Regions from separate parts of the Mus musculus genome. Here all the other regions are linked to region 1. A link is a contact called in public ChIA-PET and promoter capture Hi-C data. All regions are on one chromosome and are shown on one strand. The core of a region is the stretch at or near the end of the contact, and the rest is flanking DNA. Distances in the headings are between cores, read along the strand shown.

What was found. Promoter capture Hi-C pulls out the DNA fragments that hold promoters and counts their contacts. ChIA-PET counts read pairs in DNA pulled down with a chosen protein or histone mark.
Region 2: a promoter capture Hi-C map of the HPC-7 cell line shows a contact between it and region 1. The contact joins the enhancer-like site here to the promoter of Psip1 in region 1. A contact is called at or near these places in 12 of 39 promoter capture datasets (3T3-L1-derived adipocytes, the C10 cell line, the HPC-7 cell line and 7 more), 1 of 15 datasets of contacts at CTCF or cohesin (the NIH/3T3 cell line), 7 of 115 datasets of contacts at active chromatin or transcription factors (the 230-238 cell line, effector CD8 T cells, embryonic stem cells and 2 more) and 4 of 9 other capture datasets (adipose tissue, liver, macrophages and 1 more).
Region 3: a contact with region 1 is called in an RNA polymerase II ChIA-PET map of effector CD8 T cells, with 4 times the contacts expected there. The contact joins the enhancer-like site here to the promoter of Psip1 in region 1. A contact is called at or near these places in 12 of 39 promoter capture datasets (3T3-L1-derived adipocytes, the C10 cell line, the HPC-7 cell line and 6 more), 3 of 484 Hi-C or Micro-C datasets (long-term hematopoietic stem cells, natural killer cells and regulatory T cells), 7 of 115 datasets of contacts at active chromatin or transcription factors (CD8 T cells, the NIH/3T3 cell line, effector CD8 T cells and 2 more) and 4 of 9 other capture datasets (adipose tissue, embryonic stem cells, liver and 1 more).
Region 4: an RNA polymerase II ChIA-PET map of memory CD8 T cells shows a contact between it and region 1, with 68 read pairs. The contact joins the enhancer-like site here to the promoter of Psip1 in region 1. A contact is called at or near these places in 1 of 39 promoter capture datasets (pre-B cells), 1 of 484 Hi-C or Micro-C datasets (embryonic stem cells), 2 of 115 datasets of contacts at active chromatin or transcription factors (embryonic stem cells and memory CD8 T cells) and 1 of 9 other capture datasets (adipose tissue).

What each region holds. Positions count from the first base shown.
Region 1 is chr4:83,484,706-83,487,813 of GRCm38.p6, reverse strand. Psip1 (PC4 and SFRS1 interacting protein 1) reads left to right here and starts at 1,351. Exons shown (of 16, transcript NM_133948.6): 1 at 1,351-1,539; 2 at 1,886-2,097. The coding sequence starts at 2,026.
Region 2 is chr4:83,268,467-83,271,291 of GRCm38.p6, reverse strand. It overlaps Ttc39b (tetratricopeptide repeat domain 39B), which reads left to right. Exons shown (of 20, transcript NM_027238.2): 3 at 74-175. Among named protein-coding and RNA genes, the nearest start is that of Gm42307, 15 kb to the left of the region's middle. Within about 2 kb of position 1,476, at least 28 of the 459 cell types and tissues checked have an H3K27ac peak or open chromatin away from gene starts, as enhancers often do. A contact at or near this core is called in the HPC-7 cell line, adipose tissue and pancreatic islet, where this site is marked.
Region 3 is chr4:83,231,898-83,234,868 of GRCm38.p6, reverse strand. It overlaps Ttc39b (tetratricopeptide repeat domain 39B), which reads left to right. Exons shown (of 20, transcript NM_027238.2): 18 at 2,041-2,158. Among named protein-coding and RNA genes, the nearest start is that of Gm46887, 47 kb to the right of the region's middle. Within about 2 kb of position 1,583, at least 74 of the 459 cell types and tissues checked have an H3K27ac peak or open chromatin away from gene starts, as enhancers often do. A contact at or near this core is called in CD8 T cells and effector CD8 T cells, where this site is marked.
Region 4 is chr4:83,341,098-83,344,259 of GRCm38.p6, reverse strand. No RefSeq gene overlaps it. Among named protein-coding and RNA genes, the nearest start is that of Ttc39b, 18 kb to the right of the region's middle. Within about 2 kb of position 1,374, at least 48 of the 459 cell types and tissues checked have an H3K27ac peak or open chromatin away from gene starts, as enhancers often do. A contact at or near this core is called in embryonic stem cells and memory CD8 T cells, where this site is marked.

The sequences.
Region 1 (3,108 bases), core at 102-2,601:
ATTTAACATTGGGGTGCCAGATTTCCTTTTAAAGACATGCAATATTCCTTTTATAAATAAAGCCCTGAATTTTTGCCTATTCAAACAAAGCTCTTCCTGAGTCTCAGCTGTGAGTCTTTATTTAAAGCAGTATTATTGCTTACACATTTTAATATTCTTAATATCTTTAATATTTTTAGCCTGTTTGATATAGGAAATACCTAATCTTGTTCCTAGCTGTATATTCAACACCAAACAGTGCTCTATTCTAAACAGGATTTTGGAGAGATTCAATGAAGGATGAAACAAAAGACTTATTTTTTCTTAATACTTTAATGTCTTCTAATTTGCCACATCCTTACTTATTGGGAACCTGGATGTTAATGGATAAATAATATTAGTTCTGCTAGAGTAAAGATCGTAAAAGTCAACCCATTTCAGAAGGTGTATTACAAAATATTAAAAGCATCCACTGGCTAAAGGATCAAAAATAAGTTCACCTTTAAATACCCTTTAAGAGAATTTTAAATGATGAAATATTTAGGTGTTAGTAACTCTTCTCTCCTGTATCACCTACCACCATATATATCACTTTTCTAGGGAAATAGAATTTTAAGTGCAGGGCTAAAATTTAGATTGGGCCCAAATCCACATCCTAACTAACAAGCTAACTACGCTTTCTCTGTCATTGTTTTATATCCTTGACGTTTTGCATTCAATGGGATTGTGTTTTCGTTAACGGTTCTCCGCGGTTGAAATATCAGGGAAATGAAATAGGGCTTTCTCATGTTTCAGTCCCAAGAAAAGGAGACTGCAAAGCCCATTCTGCGAGGTGTAAGAGGCCTACAAGGTGCACACCCTGCAACTGCTTCATATTCCAATTTCATCTCTGGGATTTTGCACAGCTCTTCATTTTGGGGATGATGTAAACTGCGCAGGAGCACTACAGTACTCGCACCAAGGAGAAGGATGCGAGAACAAGCACCTTGGGCTGCCACATTCTCTTAAACATGCAGCCGTGGGCTACAGGCCCGGATACCCGCCCCCAAACCGGGTCCACAACAATCGTTTCCTCCCTCCCCGTCTTTTACATACAGTACACATACAAATACACACACGCAGAGCAGCCAGCAGGGGCGGGCCGGGCGCGACCACTGTGCCAGCCGTGGGGGGGGTGGAGGAGAGGGACAGCTCCCGCGTGCCTCTCTCCGGGCCTCCCCTCTCCCTCCCCTCCCACGGCATCTGCTTGCAATTGGTCGCAACCAGGGGCACCTGTGGGCTCTAGGGGACTCAGGCCCTCAGCTCCCGAGCCACGACGCTCGGCGGCTGTAGCGCCACCCGTGCCTGCGCGAGCACTTGGTACGGCCCAGCGCTAGCGGGCGCCGAGCGGGAGCCGCGCGGGAGCGGCGTAGCGACATCGGCGGCGGTGGCGGTGGCGGTGGCGGTTGCAGCTCGGAGCCGTTGAGACGCCTCTGCGGCAGCTGGTGGCGCAGGTGGCCGGCGTGGACGTGGGCAGGAGCGGCCAGCGCGCCCCGCAGCCCCAGCGCCGCCGCCCGGCAGGTGAGAGCCGCCCCGCCCCCGCTCGGCGCGGATGGGAAGCGGGCGGCCGCGCTCGCAGCCTCCCTCCTCTCCCCGCCGCGCCCCTCCCTCGTGGGCTGCGGCCCGTGGGAAAAGCCCTGGGAGCGCCGGGGTGGGAGGCCGGCGGCCGGGTGGCGGGCAGCATCCCTGCCTCAGGTGGCCGCGACCGCAGGCCCCGGCGCTGCTCGGGGCCGAGGCCGCGCTCTGTCCGAGGAGGCGCGCAGGCGGCTCCCCCTCCCCCTCCGCCGCCTCCCCTCCCCCTGCCCTCCTCCCCGCGGCCCCTCCCTGGGGTTTGCGCTTTAACCGCCCTCCCTGCTGTCCCTCGCAGGCGCGTCGGGACACCCCGAGGCATCCTCCCCCGCCCGCGGGCCCGCCAGTCCCAGCTCGCGTCTGTGCTCTCGCATCTCCTGATCGCGGCTGCGCTGCTCCCCCTTCTGGTCTTGGGACTCCCGGCGTCGCCCCTCAAACATGACTCGCGATTTCAAACCTGGAGACCTCATCTTCGCCAAGATGAAAGGTTATCCTCATTGGCCAGCTCGAGTAAGTGATTTGTAGCCCCGGTGTAGCGGTGCGGCCTGCCTCCCATCGTTTCTTCTCGGCTTCCTTTCAGTCCTTCCTCTCCTTTTCTCTTTACCGTTACTTGGAACCTTTCATTTTAGCTTTCTTTCTTTTTTTTTTTTTCTGTATACTCACGTACAATTGTAAAATTCTAGGTTTTCCTTCATATCCGCGGCGGTTTCCCTTTTTGAGTCTCTGACAGGTGTTCTATATAGCAGTTTTTGGGGATGACATTCAATTAACGTTTCATTGAGGCGAAATCATCAAGTAGGATTTTTGTGAGTTGAAATCATGACATTTCCTTAAAATTTGGAATTTTGAACAAAATACAAAGCGTCAACGAAAAATGCAGACTCCAAGCCCTTGCATGTCAGCTGTGGTTTAGGTTGCTTCGTACCGATTTGCAGTTGGCGGCTCATTTGGATCTTTAGATTCACAGTCTTTGGCTTTATGACCTTGAAGATGTTGTTTTCCATTTTTTGTTCTCCATAGCCAAAGGGAGAAGTAGACCGGACACTGGATTAACCTAACTGGAGAAGTCCTAAGGGCTCAAGATGTTACATTAAACAGCCGAGCTCCATTTTCAGGAAAAAAAAAATAGGTTTTTTTTGTTAGTTTATAATGGTGTCAAGGTTCAGAATACTATAGATAAGACTTAAAGAAGGTTATTAGATAAACTCAAAAATAGACTCATGTTCTAAAATTGTAATTATTTTTTCATACAACCTATTTTTTATTTTCATTTTCAAGACAGTTTCTCTGTGTAGCGCTGATTGTTCTGGAACTCACTCGTAGACCAGGCTGGCTTCAAACTCGGAGATCTACCTGCCTCTGCTTCTGGAGTGCTGGGACTAAAGGCGTACACTACCACTGCCTGGCTATTTTTTTTATGCACGTAACTAATTTAATCTTTGAAAGGTATTACTTAAAAATAATGAATTCCATCGTTGGGTTCTGACAGCTGTGTATGAGTACTGACTTAGACTGCTCCCT
Region 2 (2,825 bases), core at 227-2,726, 220 kb after region 1:
TGTACTCTCATGTTTGTGCAGCCCTTTCTCACAGATCAAAGAACTAAAACCCCTCACTGGTTTCAATCCACAGATCTCCATCGGACATGGCCACCAGCGGCTTTCACTTTGTACCATGCGAGACCAAACGGACCTCCAGACAGCTTGGAGCATCTGCTATGGGAAGACCTGAAGGGTATGTGGGGACTGTTGGGTACTCTCAAGAGACTAGAACACCAGTGAGGTGGGGGTGGGCCTAGGCAGTTATGGAGTCCTTTGGCAAGTTAGAGAAGAAGATGCACGCCAGGGGGCTTGGTGGTATAGTAACAGCAATACTAAATTCAATTCTGGGGCACAGGTTCTTGATTCTGGACAAACCTGAGTGTTATTTTGTGTGTGTGCATGTGTGTGAGGACGAGCACCACGGCACATGTGTGTGTGTGTGTGTGTGTGTGTGTGTGTGTGTGTGTGCGCGTGCGTGCGTGCGTGTAGGGCACAGGACAACATGCGGAGTCAGTTCTCTCATTCCTCTCTGTGGGTTTCAGGAATTGAACTCTGATCATCCTCGTTCGGGCTTGGCAGCAGGAACCTCTTACTGGCCTATCTTTAAAGGTTAAAACTTTGGTCTTATTTGTTTTGTTTGTTATTGTAGCTGGGCAGGCCTGGAGTGAGCTACACAGATGAAGATGGCCTTGAATTCCCAACCCTTCTACACAAAGTTCTGGAATTACAACTACCACATGTGACCTATAATAGATTTTAAAAACTAACATTGTGTTCCTATTTTTCTTCCTTATATTTTCTCATGTCTTTGGCTTGAAAATACTTTTTTTTTTTTTTTTTGGTTTTTCAAGACAGGGTTTCTCTGTATAGCCCTGGCTGTCCTGGAACTCACTCTGTAGACCAGGCTGGCCTCGAACTCAGAAATCTGCCTGCCTCTGCCTCCCGAGTGCTGGGATTTTGAAAATACATTTTAAGAAACATATCCACTGTGGAAACTCAGTAGCTTCAGAAAAGCTTATGTCCTTCTTAGACTTACTGAGTTGTTTTAATTAGGATCATGTTACATTGTTCTGTAGTCTGCTTTTAAAAGTTACAGATCATTATATTTTCCATCCCTAATAGGCATGGATTAAAATTATAATACTATTTAATTGCCAGTTATTGTCTTTTCAGTTTATTCCAGAATTAACAGATTTCTGATTGTCTAAGTTGATTTTTTTAATGTTTTTTCAAAAAGTATGTGTAATATGTAATGCATGTGCTCACATACGTGTGTATGTATCTGCATGTTTGTGTATGCTGTGTGCATGAATGTGGGTGCTCGTGTGCATGTGTGTGGCGGTCAGAGGACACACGGACACACACAGGTCAGTTCTTACCACTCACTCTGTGTGAAGAAGCAGGATGTCTTTTGCTAGCTGTTTACTCCAGGCTAGCCGGCTACTGGCTTCTGTCTCCACTTCCTCTATCTCTATAGCAATGCTGGGATTATGAGTCACAGCATCTGGTTTTACGTGGGTTCTGGGCACATGAACTTCTGCCCAGTGCTTTATCCATCCAGCCTTTCCTGAGCCTTCGGTTGATCTTGTATGAGTTACAGGCCTTTTTGTTAAAGTTCTCTTAAAACCCATGGGAAACACTGTGCATTCTTACTCATGGGCTTGTAGAGCTTTGAAGTTTATATATCAGGTCTTCATGTGAGAGTTCACAATTGGAATTAGCTATTTACAAGTGGGTCCAATTTACTCATGAGTTTGGCAAATTGTCATAATATGGAAGGGGTTGAGGGATGGAGATGAAGGTGGAAATAACTTGTAAGAGTCTTAAAATTTTATTTTCCACATTGCTTTTTAAAATTCCAAATGTCCTTGCTCATGGAATTTTTGTTTTTTTGTCTAGAAAAAATATTCACTTCTTAGAGTTATCCTTTAATTTTTATGTTTCCTAGGTCACTAATGCATCAATATTTATAAAGCTGTTTAAAAGCCGTAGTAAAATAAACACAACTGAAAGTACTAATGAGTAAGGTCACAGCTCGACTAAAGCTAAGGCCTGGGACTCTTAGCTGGAAGGCCTGGATCACGGATGCTGTTTCTGGGAGACAGCAGGCTATAAGAAGGGAGAGGCTGCAGGGGGAGGGGATGGGCAGAGGGACCTTGGGAAGGGGGGAAGGCTAGCTGAGAGAGTGAGGGTTCTAGCGAGAGCCACAGACATAGGGGCTGAGAGTGAAACAGCAGAGGACACAAGCTAGACAAGGATTTCAGGGTGGGCGAGCTCTGAATGTGGTCCACAAGGCAGATGTTGTAAAGCGACGTGCATGGTGCCCTCTGCAAGGTATTCTTTGTATTTCGTGGTCAGCTCTTGATGAGAATGGAGGACATTGGGGCAGGACTTGGGCTTTGGTGACAGATGCCACTGTTTAGTTCTTTGGTAGGTGTGCTAAGCATAATCAGCTTTTGTTACCATAGAAACTACCTGAAGCAATCAACTTAGAAAGGTTTCTGTTGTCTCACAAACCATAAATTCAGTGTTTCTGGCCTGTGATGGGCCAGCCCCACTGCTTTTGGCTCTGTCATAGGGGGCATGTTGTGGAGGGAATTTGGAGTGCATGGCGGGGCAATACTGCACTACATCATGGTCAGGGAAGGAGACAGGAGGAGGAAGCCAGAGCACCACAGTTCCCTTTAAGGGTGTCTGTCCATCGCCTAAAGATCTGCCACTTGGGCCCCACCTCTTAGTTTACCGTTCCCAGATAATACACCTTTGGAGACGAACGCTTTTAATACATCGGTCTTTGGGGGCATTTCAGATGCAAACTAGCAAAGATGCCATGGTAGGATACA
Region 3 (2,971 bases), core at 334-2,833, 250 kb after region 1:
GTGGCGACATTATATAGCAAACAGAATCAGTTACATGAAGGGATTGCAGTCTGGTGGCCTTTCACGTTTCAGTCAGCTTCCACGTTTCCTGCTTGGTGCGATCCAGCAAGTTTCTAAAATACGCAGCGTAGATATTTTTGTAGTTCTTAAGCTTCCTTCTTTCTTGGCCTGCCCACAGTTAGGACACTCAGCCCCTCACTGTGCTGCACATACACTTGGGCATCGTTACCATGATTGAAAAAAAAAAAAAACAAAAAAACCCCACTTTTCAAACAGTATCATTTCTCTATGTGTGTGTGGTTGTCAGAGGACATTTGTGACACTGGTACTTTTCTTCTACCATGTGGGTCCTTGGGATCAAACCCAGGTCATCACCCTTAGTGGCAGTCGCCTTCACCGGCAAAGCCGTATCGCCTGTCTTGTTGCAGTGATATATATATATTTTTAAATTCCAATTGAAGATGGAAACTATTGAAATCTTCCTCTTTCATGAGACTTTGAATCATGACAGGGAGTGATCATGTGACGACAGTGTACTATGGTCAGAGGAGTCTGTGGTTTTGCTTCTGAGGTTTGTGTCGGATGTGGGATATAAACCCCTCTGTCAAATTGCTAACTTAAGATCCCCACAGAGTGACTTTACTGGTTTTTCAATGGTAGTTGTCTGTGGCACCTCAAAAACCATAATTCACTGAGCAAGCAGATGTTGTCACGACACAAACTGTCAGAAAACTACTTCTCAAAGTTCAATAGGATACACAGCAGTGACACTAAAATCCAGTGTCCTGTGTGGGTCTTAAGGCTTTGGGCTAAGGGCCGACTGACCTTTTCGTAGACATCTCTGAGAGAAGCATGGGTTGGGTGTAGGGAAAGGTAGCTCTAAGTAGTGGGAAAGGTTAGAGGTGTTGGCATCCGTGGGCTTTCTAGTGACGTGTCAGCACTTGATAGTTAGAAGTGAATCTCAAATGTTTAAACACTTAGAAGTGAAGTGAGCCCCTTCTAGCTGGGTGAGTGGCACTGTTAACCTCTAATAGGTGAGGGCTTTATAAGCTGAAACACCAGCACATGTCACTGGTGAGGTCTGAGCCTTGACCCTGAAGCATGAGCCTTTCAATCTGGGGACGTTCAGAGTCTGCTCAGTTCCCTTCACCACCCCTCCACACTGTCACAGCCTGAGACGTGTAAATTAGCAGTCTGTCTTGGAATAGCTTCTTCACATGTCACCCGCAAAAGAAAAAAAGCAGGAAAGCCCTCACGCATGGAGCGCATGGCATGGCTACCTTTGTCACACAGCCACCGCCCCATTCGATGCGACTCACTCTGCCTCATACGCCCAAACTGAGCTGGAGACAGGGGTCCGGGTGGGGAAGGAAGGCCCTGACATTCTAGGAGCATGGGGGTTCGTGGGGGCTTGGGGTGCCTCGCCCACGTTTCGGAACCATTTCACGGCATAACTTCCCCCCAAAAGAACATAACCTGGGAGAACTGCTAGGTTGTAAACATAATGATCTGGAAGAGAGGTTTCTGCTTCCTGCATTTTGAACGGGTGGGAGGCCATCTGCTTCTCCATATGGAAGCGCTATCCTCTCCTGCACGGGTGCCAGCAGAGTTAGAAGCCAAAACCACAGGAGGAGACAGCCTGGCTCCTCCCTTCACCTCTGAGAGAATTAATGGAGCTCATTCTTTATGTAGAGTTCAGATTTCCTGTCGTAGCTAAGGCCACAGGATTCAGGATGACCACCTGAAAACTCTGCCTGTGAACACAGCGTAAGAAATGCTGGTGATTGAGAGAGTTCAATGCTCTTCTCAGCAAGGGTTTGCAGTGTGTCGTGAGTTAACAAACGTGTTTGTGAATGGTCCCCTTAAAGCCCAACATCAGTTAGTTTTCCTCTCAGTTCGGAGTTTTTTGAAAGCATTTTTGGACTGGAGGTGCAGGGCAGCCCAGAGTGTCTGCCTCGTAAAGATGGGGCTCTAGCATCCATCGCAGACACCATGCAAACAATGAGCTTTCCCCCTTCCGTCTATGCTTCTTGTTTTAAGACTTTACTGACTACTCTGTGGATGATGAATGCTTGGTGAAATTACTGAAAGGATGCTGCCTCAAGAACTTGGAGCGGCCCTTGCAAGCTGAGCTGTGTTTCAACCACGTTGTGGAAAGGTAAGAGGCAGCCCGAGGACAGGTGGTGGCTTCAGGGGAATCTGTGGGACAAAGGGGTGCCCCGAGCCTTTAACCTCATGAACAGATCTGCGGTTTGTTTGGAATATGGCTTTACGTTATTTCCACTCACTGCTTAAAGATGACTGCTAAATGTAAACTTAGAGCCAGGCTGACAGTCGCTAAGCGTTGGCTGTAAACTACTGAGGCTCTCAAACTCACTTGGTCTCTATCACTTCCTGTGGGGTGTGTGTGTGTGTGTGTGTGTGTGTGTGTGTGAGAGAGAGATGGTGATTTGGCAGGGAAGAGAGGTGAAAATACTGCTCCTTGTTTTTTCCCACAGGACATTTCTTCTGTGTATGGTGATCTTTGTTTTACAGCAATGACAGTACTGTCCTGATACTTTTCAGAGAGTTGGAGCAAGGGTGACTGCCTGTCAGTAAACTGGTGACCACTGTGTTCTAATGGCTGTGACTACTCACTCTGCACAGTGTGGGCCCAGGAGCAGGGCTCCCTACTTCTTTTCATAAAGAACCTGAAAACTGCATCTAATGTCAGGTCTCCTGGGTTTTAAATATTTTGTTCAATATTTTTGAAAAGACTGCAAGCCAAAAAGATAGAGGCCATTCAGTGTGCCACCTGATGCCTTCTTTCCCAGGTCACGTGCCTTCCCATTAACAGCCACTTGGACTCCTCCCTCATGACAGTATTTATGAGAATGTAGGACACGGAATCTTGTTCCCCAATAAGGTAATTTGGTGTATTCGCAGCTCTAGTTTATTGGCATTTTCCTAATGTTCAAGGGCCGGCCACTTG
Region 4 (3,162 bases), core at 125-2,624, 140 kb after region 1:
TGCAGACTTCAATAACAGCAATAACTCAATGGAGCATTTTAAACAATTAACTTTGTTTGAAAGTATGTGTATTTGTGTATATCTGATGTGGGCATGCCTGTGGAGGCCAGAAGAGGGTGCTAGACTCCCCTGCTGCTGGAGTTGGGCACCGTCCAACAGGGATGGCAGGAGCAGCAAGCATCCTTAATCACTGAGCCATCTCTCTAGCCCCTCAACAGAACATTTTCTCAAAATGTTTATCTTGGGCTGGAGAGATGGCTCAGCAGTTAAGAGCTCAGACTGAAGATCATGAGTGAGTTCAGATCCCAGCAACCACATGGTGACTCACAGCCATCTATAATGAGATCTGACGCCCTCTTTTGGGGTGTCTGAAGACAGCTACAGTGTACTTACATATAATGGATAAATAAATAAATCTTAAAGAAAAAAAGAAAAGAAAACTTTAAAAAAATTATCTTTGCTTATCTGATAATTCTGAAACATTTAAAAAAAAAACAAAAAAAAAACCAAACAGCACTGTAAGTCGAACCTTTTGAGGAGTGCCAGGACACATCCACCCACACCAAGCACTCGGTTTTGAAAGAGAAGTATTTGGAGCTGAAGATATTTCTGCTTCTCACAAAGAAGCAGAAATAAATAATTTTGGCTCTTGCTCACTTGCATAGTCAAGACATAGACGTATGAAGACTCCGCTCTGCCTTCACCAAGGAAGAGTAAAGATTAAATGCTGGAGACAAAACAGATCCTTAGCCTGGCACTAAGTGTATTACCCAACCATTGCTTCCCAGTGGTTTCTCCATATTTATCTTTCCCTAGCAGCACAGTCTTTATTTGTCTTGATACTATTTTGATTCTCTACCACAGGCCAGGTGCCGTGGTGCACGGTGTTAAGCCCAGCACTTGGGAGGGTGGCATGAGAGCAAGTCTGTGTGAAGAGGCCAGCCTGGTCCACACAGTGAGACACTGCTTCCAAATAAAGTAAAATGCAAATCTCAGTCTGGAGCCGGTGAGGCAGCTCAGTGGTAAAGCGTCAGCTTAGCCTGTGTAAGGCCCTGCGTTTGATCTTCATTACTGCAATATCAATAAACTATCATTCTTTCCTTAACATAATGACGTATAAATCCGTATCCTTGCCAACTATGCCCACCTTAAGTGTTGTCCTGTCTCTATAGTGCACATTGCCATAAACTGCCTGTTTGTTTCTCTCTTCTATACCTGCACTTTGTCATCTAATTTTACAGGGTCTCTGTGCCACAGAAAACTAGTATGAATAGATAGAGCAGGAAAAATTCCCGGTAACATGCTACCTAGGGAGGGGGTTGGGGCATGCAGTGCCATGGAGGCGTCAGGACCTTACCAAGGACGGAACCTTGGCTGACCTGGAACTTGGAAAGATCTATCCCCCTGCCCTTGTCTCCTGAGCTGAGATTGCAGGCATGTGAGGACAAGGCGAATCCCGCCCTGTATTTCTTACTTGTGTGTTTGCATGTGGTTTTGCTTATCTTTGAGAGGTGAGATCTCAGAGAGGAAGACTGTGTCAAAGGCGGGCGCACAATGCTACTTTTGATTCTTGACACCAAGCTGTTTTCCCCTTTCCCTTTTCCCCGCGACAAAGAGGGAAGAGCGAGTAGCCTGTGGGGAGCCCACAGTGCAGTGGGTAGGAAGATAACCTTTAAGGGAATTTTTCAGGGCTTTGATTTGGACTTCTCAGAAGAGCGTGCAATTAAAACAAAAACAGATGTTAGCTGACTTGGCCAAACACACACAGTAAATGCTCTTTGCCCTGTTATAGAAGCTTGGTTCTTTTAGCCTTGGCTAAGCAGCAGGGAGTTGGCTCCGTGTGCCTGGGAAGAGCCAGAGGTTGGGCCAGACTCCACCCCAAGTTCTACTCCCCCACCCCACTCCCACCCCCACCCCTTTTACCTTTACCCTGTTCCTGGATTTCTCCTCTCGGTTTCCACCTGCTATGGTCACCCGGACTCTGCTTTCATTGAGCTAATGAAGCTCCTGTGTTGGAGCTGCTTTCAAGTTAAAAACCCTTCACCAGAAGACTGCCTTTTGGGGGAGGGGTCATTTACAGTAACCTCGGCGCTTCCTTTCCCCTTTTATTTCCCAGTTTGTAATTAGGAGGGCTGGTCTCCTAGGAGTGCCTTAGATGTGACTGGCAATGGAGTGTCTAATACCTTTAGCCTGTTTTCTATTCTATTCTTGAGTGCCTATCTCTGTATCATCTTATCATTAATGGCGGGTTGTTTTATTTTTCTGACAGGGTCTCCCTATACAGCCCATACTGGCCTTGAACTCACGATCCTGTCTTGGCCTCCTAAATGCTCCATTACAGGAATGCTGCCTTACCTGGCATTTCTCTCTTCTGCCCTGGCACGTAAACTTTATGAGGATGGAGCATTTTCTCTGATTTGGGGGCTATCAGTGTCTGTCCTAGACATCGTCGGCCATTTCTCTCTGAGCTAATTTTAATCATCCTTGACGCTCTGTTCTGAGGGCTGGCTAAGAATGCCTTAATCCCAGGACTAGGGAGACCTGCATATCAGCTGGGGCTCAGAAAGCCAAATCAAAGCAAAACGTAAGTATTTTCGTATTAGCTGGAACTGAATAATGGTGGTGTAGAGCTTTTAATCCCAGCACCGAGGTGGGGGTGGAGAGGGGTTGTGCACAGAGGCAGGTGGATCTTTGAGTTCAAGGCCAGCCCAGTCCACACAGTGAGTTCCAGGAACGACAGGGCTACAAAGAGAAAGCCTGTTTTGAATAAATAGATAAATAATGAAAGAAAGAAAGAGAAAGAAAGCTGGGCAGTGGTGGCTCACACCTTTAATCCTCTATGAGGGGATGTATCAGTCCATCAAAACATCTAGGCCGAGTGTCTCACGACCATGGCTGTTTGGCTGGGAGAATGGTCCTGTAAAACAACATCTTTTCTACTTTTAAAAATTGATGTGTGGGGCTGGTGAGATGGCTCAGTGGGTAAGAGCACCCGACTGCTCTTCCGAAGGTCCAGAGTTCAAATCCCAGCAACCACATGGTGGCTCACAACCATCCTTAACAAAATCTGACTCCCTCTTCTGGTGTGTCTGAAGACAGCTACAGTGTACTTACATATAATAATAAATAAATCTTAAAAAAAAAAAAAAACAGAACCAAACC